Linked DNA regions of Mus musculus: region 1 is linked to region 2. Evidence: chromatin contacts called from public Hi-C data. All regions are on one chromosome and are shown on one strand. The core of a region is the stretch at or near the end of the contact, and the rest is flanking DNA. Distances in the headings are between cores, read along the strand shown. Region 1 has its middle 25 kb from the start of Gm52049. Region 2 overlaps Spin1 (spindlin 1).

Region 1 (7,391 bases), core at 3,717-6,216, 490 kb after region 2:
AGAGTTCTTAGATCCCTAGAAGAAGCCAGAGTTCTGGAGGTGGATGTGGACGGAAGCAATGAAAGACAAGAAGGTATTTAGTAATCGAACTACTACAAACGCTTAAAGGTCAGTCGTGAGCTCTGTTTAATCTACACATTGAGTTCCAAATGAATTCCAGGAAAGAACCAAGAGCAGATTAACACTTGGGAGCCTTCCAGTGCCTGCTTCCGGCTGCGCGAGTCTCAGCTCAGGTTTCCCTGGTCCATGAAATAGCCAGGTCTCCAGTTGGTTTCTCCTGCTTTCTGCTCAGGTCATTCTAAGACTCCTACAGAGACTGCAGGCTCTGGACAACGGGGTGCCATCACACCTCTGAAATGAGGTGATTCCTGACACACAGAGGAGAGAAGAGTCACAGCTCCGAAGTTCTCTTCCCCCCTCTCCCCCCCATCCCCCGCCCCGTGTTGGGTGTCTGGTCCGTTCACCCAGTAGATATAACAACAACTTTATTTACAATGAATTGATTGAATTAAAGATGTAGCTCCCTCAAATTAGCCTGGGATACTAGAAAAAAAATGTTTTCCCTGAAAACTATAGACGATAATGTTGTAGTAACTAAGATACTGAGCCGGGGAAAACATTTTAGCACATCTGCAAGTTGGCACCACCTGAACCCTTCTTGGTAACCATGGTAACCACTGGTATGTGGGTAAAAATGAAACAAAGGCATTAACTTTTAATGCTTGTGTAGCTAGTTTAATCAGTCTTTGCCTGCGTCTCAGACATTTCTGCAAAAAGAAAAAAAAAATAGAGAAAGAAGTGAAGCAGAGAATTTAAACGAGGACCCTATGAATTAAAAAAAAAAAAAAACAACAACAACGAAAACCAAAAAACATGGAAGCTCCGAATAATAATTGAAACTAATATGTTCCAAACAGTAGTATGGAGTCTGAAGTTTTTTAGGAAGGTCTGATTCCTGTAAGGCATAGATGAGAAATCTATAAGCCAGAGCACATGTGGAGCTGTGTAATGAATTAAAACTATGCTTCTACCTTGAAATAGTTTAAATCTAACCAATACTGCGGGCTATTGGGTTTTTTGTTGTTGTTTTTTGGTTTTTTTCAAGACAGGGTTTCTCTGTGTAGCCCTGGCTGTCCTGGAACTCACTCTGTACACCAGGCTGGCCTCGAACTCAGAAATTCGCCTGCCTCTGCTTCTCAAGTGCTGGGATTAAAGGCGTGTGCACACATGCATGCAGCTCCTGAGGAGGCCAGAGAGGACATGAGGTCCCCCTGGGAATGGAATTACAGGTGGTTGTGAGCCACTGGGTAGGTGTCAGATATTCTGCAAGATCCGCCAGTGCTCTTAACTGCTGAGCCTTCTCACCCAAAGAAAGATTTTGTTATTAAAACAAAACAAAACAAAACAAACAAACAAACAAAAAACCTCACTGCCCAATGGCCTCTATCCCTAAAAGCCATTGCTCTGAGATGTAATAGCTAGCTCTACCACCCAGCACCGTCGTAGTTCCCAAACTGGGCACAGGGAGTACGTATCCATGATTTTCTTCCCCTTTAATTAATTATATATTTACATTAAATACCTTTCATGGCTGAGATTTATTCTAGATGAGGTTTTATTTTAGAAGAACAAGTCGTTCCCTATTCCAGACACAAGGACTGAGCTTAGGTCAATATGGAGCAGGAGAGAAGATATTCTAGCTTGTTCTTAGGGATGTCTCTCAGAGTGTCCCTGCCCCTGTGGAGGCTTGTGGTGGTGCCCTGGAGTTCCTGATCCAGAAGATCTGGGAGTACCGAGAACCTCGTGAAGTCACTGCTGCTGATGCTGCTCCAGGGAGCAGGGTGTTTCTGGAGCCTGTGCCCTGAGCCATTCTCCTCCACGGACATCTGCTCTGCCATCTTTGTTTGCTCTACCGTTTCATTGTGTTGGGTCACATGGGTTCGATGCTACCCTGGGCTAAACTTCTATTTTTCCAAGGATGTGTGTTTCTGAGGTTTACTTAAACATAATTGGCAAAAATTGTATATGCTTAGACTGTGCAATGCCATGTTTTGATGGGTGTGCGTGTACATTCTGAAATAATTGCCTGTCATCGCATCCATTGCTTCCCGTGGTTGCTGTCTCTTTGTCTGTGGTAAGAACATCTAAGATAGCCTCCCTCAGTCATGTTCAAATGCACAGTCCAGCGGGCACCAGCTACAGACAGACATCTGGACATTAGGTATCCAGGATGCACTCATCTTGCATAGCTGGAACTGAACCGCCTTCAGTCCCAGCCTCATCCCTCCTCCCCCGAGCTCCCATTCTACTCTCTGCTCTCTTGAGCCAATATATTTTGATGGCTATATAACCAAGGTCCTGTATCTTTTCTGTGTCTGGCTCATTTAGCTTAGCACCATGCTCACCACACTTAGCCATGGCTTCATACATGGAATGGTTTCTCCATTTTCAAGGCTGAGTAATATTTCACGAGATATTTTCTCATGCAGTCGTCGATTGACACATACATTGACTCACATGTCTAGACAGGAATAACTCTATGAGTGAACACAGGTTGAAGGGATCAGATCCCCAAATTTATTTTCTTGGAGCTTTCTGGGTCACATAGCAATTCCTTTTTTAACTTTGTAAGGATTCTTCCCAGTTTTATATAATGGTATAATGGTGCGGAAAAGTTGGTTTCTTCACCAACATTTGGTATCTGCCATGTCCCCCATCAGGCTTAGTTCCTCTGTGGCCTCAAAAAGAAAGAAGTCTCATTAGACACATTTTCTGCATGTATTAGGATAACCACCAATGATATTTACTCTCTGTGGTGTCATATGTAAAGCCAAGTTATTTATTCCAGAAGTTTCCTTTTTCTTAATATAGGCAGACGTCACTGGTAATTCCCCTCTCTGAAGTTGCATCCTTTAAGATGTGGTTTCATTTTTGCTCACCTCATACCGTTTTTTCTTTCCTTCCCGGGATCTTCTACCCTTAGGATGCTCAAGAGTCTGTGGCCCACCCTTGAGAGGCTCCCTCTTGTTGGTGATCTCGTTTCTATTTTGACCAGAAAAGATATATGATAAGTACTCAAGCTTCTCTTCTGTTCTTATTTTTGTTGAAACAGTGTCTCACTCTGTAGCCCAGGATGACCTAGAATGCACCGTGTAGCCCAGGCTGACCTTAAACTTCTAGCAACCCTCCTGCATCACCCTCCCATGTGTTGGGACTACGGGTTACCAGCATTCAATCTTCTTAAACTTGCTACCAAAATCAATTTTTTGGCGTATGATCTGTCCTATGGTTTGCATCTGAGAAGCATACACATCCTGCTGCTGTTGGGCGAAATCTCTGTGTGTCAGGTCTGTGGGTCTGAGTGTTACAGTGTTATTCAAGTTCTTGTTGAGTTTTGTTTTGTTTTGTTTTGTTTTGTTTTGTTTTGTTTTGTTTTTCGAGACAGGGTTTCTCTGTGTAGCCCTGGCTGTCCTGGAACTCACTCTGTAGACCAGGCTGGCCTCGAACTCAGAAATCCGCCTGCCTCTGCCTCCCAAGTGCTGGGATTAAAGGTGTGCGCCACCACGCCCGGCTTTTTTTTTTTTTTTTTTTTTCCTCAATGATGTATCTATTTTGAAAGTGAGATGTTAAAGACTACTACTGTGAGCCATTGCTGTCTGTACGCTCCTTCAATTCTGCTGATATACTTGCTTTATACACTTCTGTACTGTTACGGTGAGTGCATCTGCCTGTATTCTTGTTTGCTCCACACATTGGCCATGGTCAAATGACCACTGTGCCTTATGGCAGATTTTTACTTAAAGCCTACTTTGCATAAGTATAGCCATTCCTGCTTCTGCTTGCAGGAAAGTCTTCCCCATCCAGCTTCTATGTCCTCAGAGCTGATGTGTGTGTGTGTGTGTGTGTGTGTGTGTGTGTATGTGTGTGTCATTGATTTCACAGTATTCCACTCTTCCCCTTATAGGACTTCTGCAGAGAAATCTGCTGATAGCCTTGTGAGGGTCCTGATGCAGGTGGCAGGAATCTTTTCTCTTGGTAATTTCTAAATTCTGTCTGACTTTTAATAAATTGACCACTATATATCTTAGTGTAATCTTATTTTAAAAGCTTTGAATTCACGAGCTTTGGTGTCCACATCTTTCTCAATAGTTGGGGATTTATCATTTGGAAGCTATTATTTCTTCAAGCAAGTTTTCTTCTGATCGATCTTTCTCTTTTCCTTGTGGAACTCCCAGAATGTCCATGCCGGCCCACACTGGGAAGTCTCAGAAATCTATAAGCTCCCTTCACTTGTTTTTATTCTGAATTTTCTTTTCTCTGACTAAAGGGAAAACTTCAAGTGGCCCTTTTCAAGATTACAGAATCGTTTTCCTGCTTAGTCAAGCCTGCTGTTGTACCTCTATCATGCTTCTAAGCTTACTCCATGCATTCCTCAGTTCCAAAACTTCTAGGATTTTTGGTTTTCTTTTTTGTTTTTAGGTTTCCACCTCTGCAGAACTTCTCATTCCATCCATGGAGAGTGGTCTCACAATGACCTCTGTGTGTTCCCTTACAGCTCACTGACATTTCTGATTTTCCGTGTTCTTGAAGCCTTGTGTTGCTACCGACACATCTGGAAAAGCAGGCGTGTCCAGTCATTACTGAATGGCTTTGAAAGAGACAGGCATCCACTACTCACCCGAGCTAGGGATTCTGGGAGTCCCTCTGGTCTTTTCTGTGACTTTATCCCTTTGGCTCACAGTTGGGAAATGCCTTGGAAATATAAACCTCATCTGAATCTCGTAAAGCTAAGCCAAGCTCTGAGTTGTTCCCTTTCCCTGGGACGGTGCCCTGAGTGTTCAAGGTTAGTAGCCTGCTCCCAGCTCGGCAAAGTCCAGCTGGTCGCCTGCATGTGCTTGGGGCAACAAACAAAGGCTTATGCACACTGTGTTGGACAACTCTTCGCTCACTTCCGTGATGCAATGACTAACAAAAGCAATGGAAGGAGGAGTTTATTCTGCTCACCGGCTGGTCCATCATACTGTGGAGATCCTAGAGGGGGTGCAAGACAGCTGGTCGCAGGGCAGCCACAGTCAGGAAACAGATGAACGCCAGTGCCCTCCTCACTCTCTCTTTTTTAAGTCTAGAATCCTAGCCCACGAGATGATGTCACACTCACTTGGGGTGGGTCTTCTTACCTCAACTAGCCCAATCTAGATAAGACACACCCAGAGGCTAACTTAACAAAGTCCCTCATAAGCACGCCCAGGAGGTAATCTATGTGACCCTATATGCCACCAAGTTGACTATCAGCGTTAGTTTATGGGAGACCACTAGCTATTGGGATGTATACAGAATTCCCCGAGACCCATCTAGACTTCTAGCAGGAGCAACTGCAGTGGTGGAGGGATGTGACTGACCTCTCAGAGCTTCCAAGGTATCTGGATGACCAATCATTCTTTGTTGGATTCGAGACCCTGTCATTATGAACCCCGCCCCTTCTCCCCCACCCCACCCCCTTTCCTGCCTAGCCCCAGGCTATTTACTCAGGAAGAGGCAAAGGGTTTGAGTAGACCAAAACAGAACCACGCCTGTTGGGCTCCCACGTGACCAGGAAACCAGGCATTCGTTGTGTTCTTGTTTTCCCTCCTTAGAGAAGTCACCGCAGGAGGATGCTCTTGTCACTGAGTTCTGCAGATGGGGACCGGCCTATGAGACAGTGAACCTGCCTCATCTACTCTCCTTGACAGGCTTGTTCCTCCCAACCCTCACCCCCTTCCTCTAATGAGGTATTGAAGCCTCTCTGCTGAGCTCCCCGGGCCTCCCACAAAGGCATCCGTATGCATGGGCGGTTGCCAAACTCAGTGTGCCTGTGGGATGCTGAGGGCTGCAGTCTCCTGCTGTGCCTATGTTGGCAGTGTCTCTCCGTGTGTTGGTTTGTGAGTCACGAGATGAATGGCTACTTTTTATTGGTGTCTTAATATTCTTCTTTGGTTCTTATTGCTTTAAGAACATAATGCATACACACATGCATAATTTACAGGATCCAGTTGTTAAGACATCAGACAGGTAGATTTTTCTTAGTGGGGAGTGGAGGTCAGTGCCTGCAAGCCCAGCACTTTGGCCACTAAGGCAGGAGGATCATGAGTTCAAGACCAACCTGGGCCACACTAACAGTTACGAGCTAGGTTGGGTTAGAATGAGACTGCATCTCAAACACAATAAAGCAAAAACACCCACAAAAAAAAAAAAAAACAAAAACAAAAAAACAAAAAAAAAAACCAAAACAAAAAAACAATTCCCTTTCTGTTTACCCAGGAAACTAAAGACTTTATACTTATCCTAAAATAACACACACACACCACACCACACCACACACACACACACACACACACACACACACACACACACACACATCTAAGTGAACAGACATTCTGTTAGCTGAAGCTCTATGGATTACAGTCTTACTGAGCCACTGAAATTCTGGAACACATCCAATTATAATGTGCCAACAAGCCAAAACTATTGTAAACTTTGTTAGATATTGATATTAAATGTGCATAATTCAGTGTTTGAAGAGCCCTTTTTCCTAGGAAGAACACACAATTTCCTGGTATCTTAAATACATAGTATTGTGACAAACGTACCTTCTTATTTTTCTGTTTTTCTGCCTGTTGGCTATGGTTGAGTGGTTTGTTGGTTGGTTGGTTTGTTTTGGATCTTTGGGCTTTATGGTTTGGGGGAGTCTTTTGGGGTTGTTTTGTTTATTTTGCCACCTTAAAAGCTGTTAGACAAGCCAATATGCAGGATAACCTGCCATGTCTTCTGCTTCCTGTCCTGCAGAATCTGGTTATTTTCTGCCACCCTAGCGTCCTTTAGCCAGTGATACTGGAGCTGGCTCCGCCCCATAGGAATCTTGTGAGCCTATGGCTATACACTTGGTAGGCTGGAATCTGACGCAGAGAAGGAATACTAACACTGGGGGTTAGTCCATGTTTCAGAAGAAGGAGGGAAGGGAGAGGGGAGAGAGAAGGGGGGGAGAGGAAGGAGGAGGGAGGGAAAGCGGGGTCATCCTAGTTCTAAAAGTGGGCTGCTGGTAAACACTAGGAGCAATACGCCCCCTTGTGGCTGTTTTCAGGATTGCAGGAGATGCGTGGCTAAAGATCAATTATTTCATCCCAAACACTTTTTATATAAGGCTTTAGAATAGTGTTGATGTTTTTATTGTTAAATATCACCTGACTGCCTAGGTTTTATTCAAAGGATCCAAGGAACATGGTTTGAATAGCATTACCAAGGATTGTAAATATCCATTGGTATAAGCTTTTTCTTGCAAAATTTCGTTTTTTAAGACTAGATTTTCTATAGTTTGCTGTGGCCATGTCAAAGGAAACAGCCTGACCCGAGGTCAT
Region 2 (6,709 bases), core at 3,147-5,646:
TGCCTGCTTGCCCCCTTTCTCAGCCAGCTCCTTGTCCACTTTCCGTGTCATTTATTTACATGTATTTTTTTTTTAATAACTTACTGATTTTATTTAGGGTTAGGTTACCTAAAGGAGTATGGATGAAGGGTCATTTTCAGGAGTATGTCCAACTTACCAGTGGCTGCATCACTGAAGAACACTCCCTCTCCAACATGAACTACCTAGAGATGCTCAGATTCCTTAAGCTGAAAGGCCTGAGCTCCACACCCTTGTGGTATAGCTGATTGGCCCAGTCTTGTGCAGATTTTAGGCAGACAGCTGCTAAAATTCAAGAGTGAGACAGCCATGTTATATCTAGAAGTGTTCTGTAGCTCCCCTCTTCTTCCCATTCTCTCCGCTGCAGCAGTTCCTTGAGCTGCAGAGGGAGTGATAAAGATGCCCTATTTAAAACTGGGTGTGGTGATGCATGCCTTCAATCCCAGCACTTGGGAGGCAGGCAGGTGGATCTCTCAGTTGTCCAGCCTGGTCTACAGAGCCCAGGACCTCCAGGGCAACTCAGAAATCCTGTCTGGAATAAAGAGAAAAGAAAAGGTGTTCTTTCTAGGGTGAGCATTGGCATGCGTGTGTTCTTCCCAGCACTTTGATGGTTACAGTCTCTGGGGCAACTAGTCCTTCAAGAAGCAACTGACCAGAGCTGACATCATCACTGTTAGGAGGCATTAGGTTAGCGCCAGGCTTTTGCAACTTTGCACAGTAACAGCAGGTGGTTCCCTACCTGTGTTGGTTTTGTTTTTAAAGTAGGGTCTGTATCCTTGACTGGCTTGGCACTCTGCACTGGGAAGAGTTGAAATTACTCTCCCGTGGTTCAAGTGGATAGGTTCTCTCTTCATCAAGGTGTTGTTGGCTGTGTACTTTACCTTCTATCACCAGAGATTTCAAAAGCTGCTTAGATTGCAGGCGCCGTGGCACTTCTAAGACAAACACGTTGTTCTTTGTAAATGAGTGCCGAGCCTAAGAACATTACTCTCAACTTCTTGTCCGACTTTAACTGGATGCCCCTTTTCATGTAAATGTGTTTGATAATGTATGTTCTTCCTGCCATGCTAGAACAAACAGGTTATTTTTCTCTGTCACCGAGTGTGGGCTTTTTCTTCAAACCTCATGGACACTGACTGTAGGTTGGTTTTACAGTTTAGTTGGTTCTGACACTGTCTACATGGAGTTGTAGTATCAGATCCTGGAGACACAAACACTTCATGCCGAGTTGTGAGTCTAGGTTGTCATCTTTGTAACCCATAGGCTGTGCTTTATTAAGTTTGATGATTTTTTTTCGAATACCTTGGACCTCAGGAAAGGTGTGTATTTACGATATTTTTGGTTTATTACAAAGGCCCTCTGGGATACCTACCATTGTTCTCACCTACATGGAAACTCTGAAGAGAGTTGTTTTAGTGAGCCTTCCTTACGTGGCAGGATTGGGTACACTGTTGGCCGTTGGTGGCTGAGTTTGCAACCCTTTTTCCCTCTCTGGAAGTTTGGGTTACAGGTGGAAAATTCTAAGCTTCTCATTTGGCAATTACCATTGACATGTGGTGTTTTTTGGTTGTTAGTACTCCTGTGTACACATTATTCATGAGAGAGAGGACCTGGTGTTAAGATTTTGCTTCAGCAATGACCAAATTTCTTCTTAAAAACAGTGTTGGTGATAGCAGTTGGCAGAGTCTTTTCATGTCCCTTCTCCACACATGGTAATTGCTGCTTGTTATTTTAGACTCAGGTTGTCCTGATACTTGAGCACCTCCTGCCTTACCCTCTTGTGAGTGCTCAGATTATCGGTGGCCCAAACCATCAGGCCTGATGTCTGAGAAATTGAAATGCCCATTTCTTAACCTCTGTGATACAATATCTGTCATTGGTTTAGGTGTGCCCGCCCCACTCACACAGCTCAGGCTTGCCTCGAGGGCTTTGTCCTGCCTCTGCATCTTCAGTGCCAGGTCAGAGGCACGCTCTACCATGCCTGCTTATGTGCGTGTTTGTTTATGGTAGAGCATTTATTTCAGTGAGGTCTATGACCTTGATCAGGGTATTGTATTTTGCTGGCCTTTTCAGTTTCCAGTTGATGCTTCCGTGGTGATGCAGGCGTGGCTTCTGCGGCATGCTGTGTGGAAGGCATGAAAGAGCCCACGGAAAGCACAGTACTCAGTCGGGTTTGCTATGCTGTGCCCACTCAGTACAGTGCATTTTTATGCCAATTCAGCATCTTATAAATGATCTTTGGGATAATTATTGAAGGATAATCTTGTTTGGAAATTAACCTCCTGAGAACTATATTAAAGATCAGTAACCATCGTGGGTGGGCAGTTAGCTTCAATTAACAAAGATGGACTTCCAGAAGAGAGAGAATCTCCCCCAACTCTGTATTACTGTGAAAGGTTTTGTGTGTTGGTGAATATTTTCTATAGTCACTGTATCTTGTGCATGTTTTGAGTCTCCGATCGTTTGACCCTAGCTTGTAGAGTGAAGGGTCAGCTGTGAGTACTTAACTGATTTCCTGAGTGTGTTCTCACCATAGTCAGGGTCCTGGTCGCATGTGTAGGGAGAGAGAGTAGGTAACCTAAGAACCTTTCTGTTGTCTGGTCTCCATTTCTTACCTTATTTTTGTTGTTGTTAAATGTATATGTGGGTGTATTGCTTTCCTTTATGCATTTCCACCATAGCTGGAGGAGCCATAAAAGGGTGTCAGATACATTGGAACTGGAGTTACAGATGGCTATGAGCTATATGTGATGTGGATGCTATGAATTTAACCGAGGAAGATCAGGCTGTGCTCTTGATCACTGATCCACCTCTCCAGCCGCCTGATCCTTTTTAGCAACGTGGCAGTAATCTCCACTTGGTGACTTTCCTGGAGCACTGGGGTAGGGAGGAGCATCTGCTATCCTAGAAACGACTGCATTTGTTTAATTTTTTTTTCTTTACTAAACTAACCACCATAATAAGATAACTTAAAGATGATCTGTGTCTCTAGAAAACTTGAATGAATTAAATTAGTTCAGTCAAAAGAGCAGTTCTACTTTCAGAATGCTGTTCTTTATCTGACTTTTCAAAGCACTCATTGTCTTGGCGAGGGGACTGCATTTCCTGATGGTTTTAAACAGGAGTTGGGAGGAGCCTAGACTGATGGTTCCTCTGGAAGATAAGAAAGAATGTTGCATTGTTACCAACGTGGCTGGCCTATGAAAGACTAATCTGAATGCCGTGTATCAATGTGGAAACAGAATTTTTATGGATTGGGAACAAAAAAAATCATAAGGCAAGACATTTTCAAGTATATTGGTGGAAATATCAGGTAGGCAAGCTACAGCAAAGATGGTAATCTGTTACAAGTTTCAAGTACTCTATGAAGACTTTCTGTATGTATATTCCAAAAGGTTTTACATCGTGAGGAAGCTAGGTCAGACACTTAGGGGGACTGTGAGTGGTCTGTAAAGGGACTAAAGCTACTCAAGATAGAACTTGGCATTTTGGCTCTTTCCACAATCATGAAGTTGTAATTAGTCAGCAGTAGGTGTGGCTTTTTTTTTCTAGGAACTTTACTGCACATTATTTTGCGGTAAAAGGTCCTTGTCATGTAAAGCAGACATAGCTTTCGTATCTCGTCCAGCAGTCCCCTGGGAAGATGAGGATGGGAGGATCCCCAGCAGCTCATGGGGTCAGGCACAGCTAAAGAAGACAGACAGGGCAGGGTGAAGACTGATGGACACTCCAGGCTGCCCTCAGATTTCTGCACCCCTGTTCTGCATGCTCGTAAACAATGTATATACACACGACAACAGAAAACAGAAGACCCGTGCTTCAAGTCCTCAGTTTCTCTTAAAGGTTTGTTAAATTCAACTTCAAATAGCAACAGAAAATGTTGCCATGATAGTTGAAACCTAGTGAGAAGGACACACACACACTTCAGAAAACCTTGGGAGGCAGAGGCTGGTATGTCTCTGAGTTTGAGGCCAGCAAGGGCTGGTTATACAGAAAGATCCTGTCAAACAAACAAACAAAAAAAAGATTTGCTTTTATTTTATGTGTAGTGGGTGCTTTGCCTTCCTGTGTGTGTACCATGTGTCTACCTGGTCCCAAGGTCAGAGGAGAGTGTCAAATCTCTTGGAATTGTAGCTTCTGCATTGTAGCCTCTGAGTTGGTGCTGGAACTTAAGCCTGGCTCTTCTGCTATTTTCCAGCCCCAGGAGTTGGCCTTTAAAGTTGTGATACACTGCATCAAGTTTATTATATGCTGAGGATGCTCTAGTGATGAAATTCACTAGAGGAAGGTTAGAATTGGCTGAACTAATGACAGGGCTGAGCCTGAGGGCCTCAGGACAGTGCCTCAGTGGGAAGTCCTTTGTAGTGCACAGCAAGCCTGTGTGCTGGGTTCTGGCTAGTAGTAGTAGTGCTGAATGCTGCTCAGGTTACATACAAGAGAGTTGAACATGACAGAAGAGCTTGAATGTCTTGCCTTCAAGTTTAGTGCTTTATCTGTAAGCACAGCAGAAGGGGAGCTGGGCCACGGGCAGGAAGGCTGGGGGAAACTAAATACAGCAGGGAGGACCTAGTGGGTTGTGATGTCCTTGTAATCTCAGCTAGAGACTGAATAACGCCATGGAGTGGTAATGATACACAGAACTCTGAAATTGTTCATTTAGCAGTTACAAGTAACATGCAAGCCTGACCACAGGAGCAGCAGCACCAGGACACTTTAGCCGTTGGAAAAATGCCTGATTGGGAAAGATATGGAAACGGTTTACTACCTGGGCTTCAGAGTTTCTGGAACCAAACTTGATGTAAATCAAGTTTGTACTGCTTTTGTGAAACAATTTAGCATCTGCATGGGTGGGAACGTTTTTCTTGGAAGTTCTCTTGGGTTTAATGGTTCTTTTTGAGAGGTTGGGGGCAGAAAGGGGAAAACAAGGTTATATTGTCTTTTTCCCAAGTCCTGGTCTGCCAGATGCATCTTCCCTCCCTGATTGACCTGTATGTACCCTGATCACCTCTCCTGTGATCCTGCACCTACCCTGGGCCCTAGCAGCAAGGTGGTTTATTTAGGACGGGGCTCTCTAGTCCCTGCACAGCCTCTTCTCCCTACGGGGTCTGACCCGTCCCGACATCCCCTTCTCACTGTGAGGCGTTGCCTTTGCATTGTCATTGCTCCAGGGATCAGTGCCTTTAGTTGAGAATTAGGCTTACATTTCCGATTACATTTAGAGGCTCACTAGGCATTTGCTGTCTTGATGCTCATTTTACAGAGTGCTTGGGATCCCGTGTGTTTTTGCTGAACTTGTAAAGGAGACATCTGGATGGTGGATTAACACGAACCTGTGGGCAGCCTCATAGCTGAGAACATTGGATTTTCACCCTAGTCCAGCAGCTCTGCTGCTCACATAGATACAGATGAATGAAGACCCCATTCGGGAAGACACCTGGCCAACGGTCCAGAGCTGATGCAGGTAAGCACGGAGCGCTGTGTGTGTCAGTGTGCTGTACCTTTTAGAACAGTGGTTTCGCCTGGGCCGTGGGGGCCCTTCCTTCACCGTGATTTATACCTTGCTGCACGTGAAACAAGAGCTTTGATGTCTTATGCCAGATAATTGTTTTCTGTATAACCTAATAAGTGCTAAACAAGTACATTTCAAGAGTATAGTGGAATCAAGGCTTTATTTTTTCGAGAAGAAGGCGAGATGTTAGCTTGTTGGATTTAGTGAGATTTAGGAGATTGGGTGGCTTTAGGGCAGGAGGAGGATCTTACTCAGTTGTGTATGCTTATTTAAAGCAGCTGTATTGCTTTGGATCTGAAATTGACCTCATTGAGCCTGTAATTCCAGTGCTCTGAAATGGAGTCAGGAAGACCAGGAATTCTAGGCCGTCCTTTATTACACAGCGAGTTCCAGGCCATCCTGGACTATATGAAGTCTTGTCTCAAAAACAACAAAAGCCAAGCCTGCCTGTACACCTCCTCTACAACAGTAATCCACTCCATTTTTTGTTTGTTTGTTTGTTTTGTTTTTGTGGCACATGACTAAAAACAACAGGAGTAAAAGGGTAGATTTTTGAGACTGTTCCTTTCCTTGGCTGTCTTGGAACTCACTCTGTAAACCAGGCTGGCCTTGAACTCTGACTCTCCAGCGCTGGGATTATTAAAGTCATATGCCACCACCACCTGGTTTAAAAGTGGAGGTTTTTAAAACCTTCTTTCCCCAAACAAAAAGAGACCATGTGAAATGTTTTATAAAATTAGCAAATGAACCAGCTACCCTGCCTGCCTTTTCCTTTCTCCCTTCCTTTTGGCCACAGAATCTTGAACATGTTGATCCTCCTGCCTTGGGATCACAGGTGTTGCACATACTGTGCTGACAAATAATACTCTTCAGTACTTAATTGTGGCATTTGAACATTGGAAAAAGTCTGTGATAAGGTTTAAGTGAAGTTGCTAGTGTTTCAGAACTTGTTGCCCAGGCTGGCCTATGTCCTTGGTTCTCTTGCCCATGGGCATCACAGTCAGCACACAGAGTATTTCCAATTTAAAGAAGTCCAGCTTTTGTAGATAAAAGTCTCACCCTAGGGAGCCTCAGACCTACCCTTTGCTGGCCTTGAACTTAGATATGTTCCTCCTGTTCCCCACTTCTGGGATTGTATGTGTGCAGCCATGCCTGGCTTTTTTCTTTGTTTATAATGATTTT

What was found. Hi-C and Micro-C count contacts between places; a contact is called where the count stands out from the background.
Region 1: a Hi-C map of embryonic stem cells shows a contact between it and region 2, with 2.0 times the contacts expected there. The contact joins two enhancer-like sites. A contact is called at or near these places in 4 of 484 Hi-C or Micro-C datasets (cortical neurons and embryonic stem cells), 3 of 115 datasets of contacts at active chromatin or transcription factors (acute myeloid leukemia and embryonic stem cells) and 1 of 9 other capture datasets (embryonic stem cells).

The regions. Positions count from the first base shown.
Region 1 is chr13:51,611,040-51,618,430 of GRCm38.p6, forward strand. No RefSeq gene overlaps it. Among named protein-coding and RNA genes, the nearest start is that of Gm52049, 25 kb to the right of the region's middle. Within about 2 kb of position 4,967, at least 60 of the 459 cell types and tissues checked have an H3K27ac peak or open chromatin away from gene starts, as enhancers often do. A contact at or near this core is called in embryonic stem cells, where this site is marked.
Region 2 is chr13:51,117,810-51,124,518 of GRCm38.p6, forward strand. It overlaps Spin1 (spindlin 1), which reads left to right. Exons shown (of 6, transcript NM_146043.4): 2 at 5,279-5,479. The coding sequence starts at 5,428. Among named protein-coding and RNA genes, the nearest start is that of Spin1, 20 kb to the left of the region's middle. Within about 2 kb of position 4,397, at least 33 of the 459 cell types and tissues checked have an H3K27ac peak or open chromatin away from gene starts, as enhancers often do. A contact at or near this core is called in embryonic stem cells, where this site is marked.